Linked DNA regions of Rattus norvegicus: region 2 is linked to region 1. Evidence: chromatin contacts called from public Hi-C data. All regions are on one chromosome and are shown on one strand. Each heading gives the region's core, a stretch centred on a gene start, on an enhancer-like site or on the middle of the called end of the contact. The rest is flanking DNA. Distances are from core to core; before and after follow the strand shown. Region 1 overlaps Mob3b (MOB kinase activator 3B). Region 2 holds the start of Luc7l3-ps2 (LUC7-like 3 pre-mRNA splicing factor, pseudogene 2).

Region 1 (2,804 bases), core at 195-2,694:
GACACAGAGAGACTGAGATTTATTTTCACCTTGAAGTACAATAACTAGGTATTATAAGTCCATTCTAATCCTCTAATCGAATCTGGCTACCTCAGCCAAAATGCCTGAGAAACTGGCATTTTTGTAATGGTCTAGTTGTCTGGGCTTCAGGTGCATTTTGCCTTGATGTCTCTCTGGAACTCTTCCTCATGTTGAATCCTCTCTTTCTCTCCCTCCTCCTCTGGCTGGCTGATGTGCTGTCCTATTCTTTCTATTGACTAGCCATTGGCCTTTCCAGATTTCATTGGCAAGGCAGAGACTAAATAGTGATCCTTGTTTACACAAACATGAGACAGGAGACTCTTAAGCCTTACAATGCTGTGTCTAGAATGTCAGATAGTAGGATTGGGGAACCAGCATTTGAATAATAGAAGGGTAGACTTAGAGTAACACTATGCCTACGGAAAAGCCTTTCATTTCTGCTCTTTGGATCATCCCAGGCAAGATCCTATGGGCTCTGCTGGCTGTTTGTCCTTGCATCCCCAGTGCCTGATAATCAGGGTCAATATGTGTTTGCGTAATCAAGTAACACATGGGTTCTCGGTCTCGTCATCTGTACAATGTACTGTGTTACTGAGTGGATCAAGGGAAGGTTAAATACATTACTATATGCATAGACTTAGCACATCTTAATTCCCTTCTCTGATCCTTTTCTATAGATGTGGTTTCAGAAACATGGACATGACATCAGTCACCCCTTGCTGGCAGGAAGTGGTTTGGGAAGAGTTTTCTGTTAATATCCACTCTGACATGGATCTGAAATGTAGAGGTAGAGGGATGTTGCTATGCAGGAGCAGAACACTCTTGACTGTAGCAAGGTGTGGTCAGCAAAGACAAATCAGAAAGAACCGTGCACCTTCTGCGAGGAGAGGAAATAACCACAGCAAACACAAGAGAAACCTACTGTTCCCACCTCAAGTTTCCAGTGGTTCCTGTGAACTGAGCACAGTGGTACAACAACTGTAATCCCAATATCTGGGGGGTGGGTGGGGGGTGGGTGGGAGTGGCGACTGAGGTTACCCTGGGGTTTAAAGAAGCAAGGACATGAAGATCAAAAACTAAAAGGTCCTTGTATTCTGAGTTAATGCTTGACAACAGATTGTGTATTTGAGAGGAAGAGGCTAAACAGGACTTCAGGTTTATAATTAACTCTAAATCGACTATGTGCAATGGATCAGTGCTCTGAAAGAAAGGAAGGGACTTTAGATAATAGCCCACCGAGGGCTCAGTGCATTGGGCAGCTGTGTCATTGTGTACATAGAACTCTGAGAGGGAACCACAACTGTCCGGCAAGAGTCTAGTCTCGGAGCTAAACTGGTTTCTATGAGGTGAACGACAGCCTGAGCAGAGAGAGGTTGTAAGAGGCCGAGGTCTCCCCTGCTCTTACGTGCTGCTCTGCAGGAGCGGCCCGCAACCCCTGGCTGCAGCCCTGAGAGATGAATGTGCACTGTACCGGAACTGTATAGGAACTGTACCGGAACTGTACCGAACCGTACCGGAACTGTACCGGAACCATACGGAACTGTACCAGAACTGTACCGGAACCGTACCAGAACTGTACCGGAACTGTACGGAACCGTACCGGAAATGGGGGAGGTTGGAAAAAGAAGGGTGACTCACTAAAGCCACACGGAGAGGGGCAGGTGTGGGATCCAAGCAAGCCCATGTGACTGTGAAGACCAGGGCTTTCCACATGGCATGGGCTGTAGCTGAAAACCTCTGAATCAGGAATAGATAGGCTCTTGAGTGATAACTTGGGAATGCATTGACTTATATATTAATTATAAATGGTTGCAGGTAATTCCTGAGTTTTCAAAACTGCTTGATTCAGCTAGGCTGATATCAATTTGAGTTATTAGTTGACACAGAGAAAAGCGTTAGGACAGTTAAGCTTAACACAGAAGAGTGTTTTTTTGTTTGTTTTTTTTTTTTTTTGAAGAGTGGGGGGGGAGAGAGAGAGAGAGAGAGAGAGAGAGAGAGAGAGAGAGAGAGAGAGAACACATCCAAAGTGCCTGAGTTAGGCTGTGAGGAGTTAGTAGTGGGGCTTTCTGCACCACGGTATGAGCCCCAACAGGCAGAAGAAAAACTGTTTCTGAGATGCATCTTTAATTCCTACAAGGAAACATGTTTTTAATGACAGCCCACAAACTGAAGGTCACTGTTCTTGGATCTAACCTTTGAAAATGTATAGGTATGGCCTGGTAAGACGGCTCACAGGTTAGAGTGCTGCCACCCCTGAAAAACGTTGTGGTCAGGACTCACATTAGTGGAGGAGAGAACTGACTCGCTCAAGTTGTCCTCTGACGTCCACACGCATGCCAGGCACAGGCCCTCTTTTCCTCTGACTGGGTTCCCCATCCAGCCTGAATGAGGGGATGTGTCTGGTCTTATTGCGCTGATATGCCATGTTTCCCTGATATCGCTGGGAGGCCTGCCTTTTCTGAAGGGAGAGGGGAGGCTGGAGGGTGGGGGTGGGGGTTGGGAGGAGAGGAGGAAGGGAAAACTGAGGTAAGGATGAGAGAATTTAACACACACACACACACACACACACACACACACACACACACACACACACACACACACACACGGCGGGGGGGGGGGCGCTCCAAGGCTGTATTCTACTTCTTTGCCACTTGGTGGCGCCATCAAACCATTTAAAGAGATTTTTCTCACATCACACTTTTCCTCACTGAACCCTCCTGAAGGCTAATCTAGTTTACCCAAAACCATTCATTCCTTCATTCCTTCCTCAAGGGGAGCAGGCT
Region 2 (2,804 bases), core at 184-2,683, 100 kb after region 1:
AGGGTTTACTTTAGTGCTTCTGGCCTCTTGTTAATCACAGCTGATTCTTCAACTCCAACTGACCAAATACCACATAGTCTTCCCATAAATGGCCCATTACAATCTTTGCTTCCCTCTGAAACTTCCCAAGCCAGCCTTCTGTCTTTTGCACTTCTCTCAGCATTCTTTTCTTCCAAGTTCCTACAAGATAATCCACTAAGCTCTTAACACTCAATGGCTTTTCTAGCCCAAAGTTCCAAAGTCCTTCCACAATCCTCCCCAAGACAAGATGATCATGTCTGTTCCAGAAATACCCCACTATCCTTGTACCAACCTCTGCTCTAGCTAGGGTTACTATTGGTGTGATCAAATACCAAGACCAAAGAAACTTAGGGAGGAAAGGGTTTATCTGACATACCCTTCCACATTCTTGTTCATTATGAAAGGACTTAAATTGGGGAGGAACCTGGAGGCCCTAGCTGAAGTAGAGACCATAGAGAAATGATGTTTACTGACTTGCTCAGCCTGTTTTCTTATAGAACTCAGGACCACCAGCTGAGAGGTGGTACCACCTAAAATTGGTCCTTCCCTCCCACATCAATCACTAATTAATAAAATGCTCGGCAGGCTTGTCAACAGCTGATCTATTTGAGGCAATAGCTGAGTTGATATACCCTCCTCTCAGATGACTCTAGTTCGTGTCTAGTTGACATCAAACTATGCAACATAGTGGGCATTTCTCAATAGAAGATTTGCAAGCTACTAACAGGCAACGAAAAAAAAAAAGCAAGACAGATATAGTATGTGCATATTTAATCAATAAATATCCAAGCAGATGCTTGAATAATGAAAACGTGACATATGTACACAATAGAATATTTCCCAGTCTTTAAAAAGAAGGAAATTGGGACTGGAGAGATATGTCAGTGGTTCAGAGCCCTTATTGCTCTTGTAGAGGCCTGGGATTCTGTTATCCAGCATCCACATGGCAGCTCAAAACCAATCGAAACTCCAGCTCCAGCATATGACATTTTCTTCTGGTCTCTGTGGACTCCTACACGCATGTGCACATAAACTCATGCAGTCTCACACACATACATATAAGTCAAAACAAGTCTTAAAAGACAATCTTAACTAGGTGTGATAATACACATTCGTTATTGTTTGTTGTTGTCAAATCACTTGGAAGGCTGAAGTGGGACTGGCCTGCAATCCAGGTCAACTTGGAATTCCAGGTCAACCTGGCCTACACATGGAATCAATCAAGGCCCCCCCCCCCTCTTTCTCTCAATCTGAAATGCATGAATCCTGTATGAACTGAGCTGAGCACAAAAAGGCAGATTATCTCACAAGTGGAATCTAAAAAGCTAAGGAGAGAGTAGAATGGAAGTTATCCGAGCTAGTGAGAGATTTCATTCCCAAGGACACAAAAATTTCAGCTAAAGAAACAGAAGATAATTTTTGTCTTATCGGCTCCTCTTTGGAAGAGGCTTTTCGGCTTGAGAGTGGGCCGAGGGGTTAGTTCGGCGGCCGAGTGGCTGGTGGTTTTCGTTGGTGGGTGCTAGGGCTGGTGTGAGCAGCCGCCCAGAGGAAGCACCATGATTTCGGCCGCGCAGTTGTTGGATGAGTTAATGGGCCGGGACCGAAACCTGGCCCCGGATGAGAAGCGCAGCAACGTGCGGTGGGACCACGAGAGCGTTTGTAAATATTATCTCTGTGGTTTTTGTCCTGAGGAATTGTTCACAAATATCTGTTCTGACCTTGGTCCATGTGAAAAAATTCATGATGAAAATCTAAGAAAACAGTATGAGAAGAGTTCTTGTTTTATGAAAGTTGGCTATGAGAGAGATTTTTTGCGATACTTACAGAGTTTACTTGCCGAGGTCGAGCGTAGAATTGGGTGAGGTCATGCTCGTTTGGCATTATCTCAAAATCAGCAGTCTTCTGGGGCTGCTGGTCCAACAGGCAAAAATGAAGAAAAAATTCAGGTTCTGACAGACAAAATTGATGTGCTTCTACAGCAGATTGAAGAGTTAGGATCTGAAGGAAAGGTAGAAGAAGCCCAGGGAATGATGAAATTGGTTGAACAGTTAAAGGAAGAGAGAGAATTGCTAAGATCTACAACCTCGACTATAGGAAGTTTTGCTGCCCAAGAAAAACAGATGGAAGTCTGTGAAGTGTACGGAGCCTTTTTGATAGTAGGAGATGCCCAGTCCCGGGTAGATGACCATTTGATGGGGAAGCAACACATGGGCTATGCCAAAATTAAAGCCACTGTGGAAGAATTAAAAGAAAAGTTAAGAAAAAGAACAGAGGAACCCGATCGGGATGAACGTCTCAAAGAAGAGAAGCAAGAAAGAGAGGAAAGAGAAAAAGAGCGGGAGAGAGAAAGGGAAGAACGGGAAAGAAAAAGACGAAGAGAAGAGGAAGAAAGAGAAAAAGAAAGAGCTCGTGACAGAAAAAGGAGAAAGAGAAGTTGTTCATGGAGTAGACACTCAAGCCGAACTTCTGACCGGAGATGCAGCAGGTCTCGGGACCACAAAAGATCACGGAGTAGAGACAGAAGCCGAAGCAGAAGTAGAGATCGACGAAGAAGCAGAAGCCATGACAGATCAGAAAGAAAACATAGATCTCGCAGTCGAGATCGAAGACGGTCAAAAAGCTGAGATCGAAAGTCCTATAAACACAGGAGCAAAAGTCGGGACAGAGAACAAGATAGAAAGTCCAAGGAGAAAGAAAAGAAGGGATCCGATGATAAAAAGAGTAGTGTGAAGTCCAGTAGTCGAGAAAAACAAAGTGAAGACACAAACCCTGAATCGAAGGAA

Evidence for each region. Hi-C and Micro-C count contacts between places; a contact is called where the count stands out from the background.
Region 2: a Hi-C map of liver shows a contact between it and region 1, with 2.4 times the contacts expected there. The contact joins the promoter of Luc7l3-ps2 here to the enhancer-like site in region 1. A contact is called at or near these places in 3 of 12 Hi-C or Micro-C datasets (the A7r5 cell line, Schwann cells and liver).

Annotation. Positions count from the first base shown.
Region 1 is chr5:54,345,472-54,348,275 of GRCr8, forward strand. All of the region lies in intron 3 of Mob3b (MOB kinase activator 3B), which reads right to left. Among named protein-coding and RNA genes, the nearest start is that of Cga, 64 kb to the left of the region's middle. Within about 2 kb of position 1,445, at least 5 of the 93 cell types and tissues checked have an H3K27ac peak or open chromatin away from gene starts, as enhancers often do. A contact at or near this core is called in liver, where this site is marked.
Region 2 is chr5:54,448,272-54,451,075 of GRCr8, forward strand. Luc7l3-ps2 (LUC7-like 3 pre-mRNA splicing factor, pseudogene 2) reads left to right here and starts at 1,434. Exons shown (of 1, transcript XM_063288524.1): 1 at 1,434-2,804. The coding sequence starts at 1,578. The region is part of intron 2 of Mob3b (MOB kinase activator 3B); the gene reads right to left.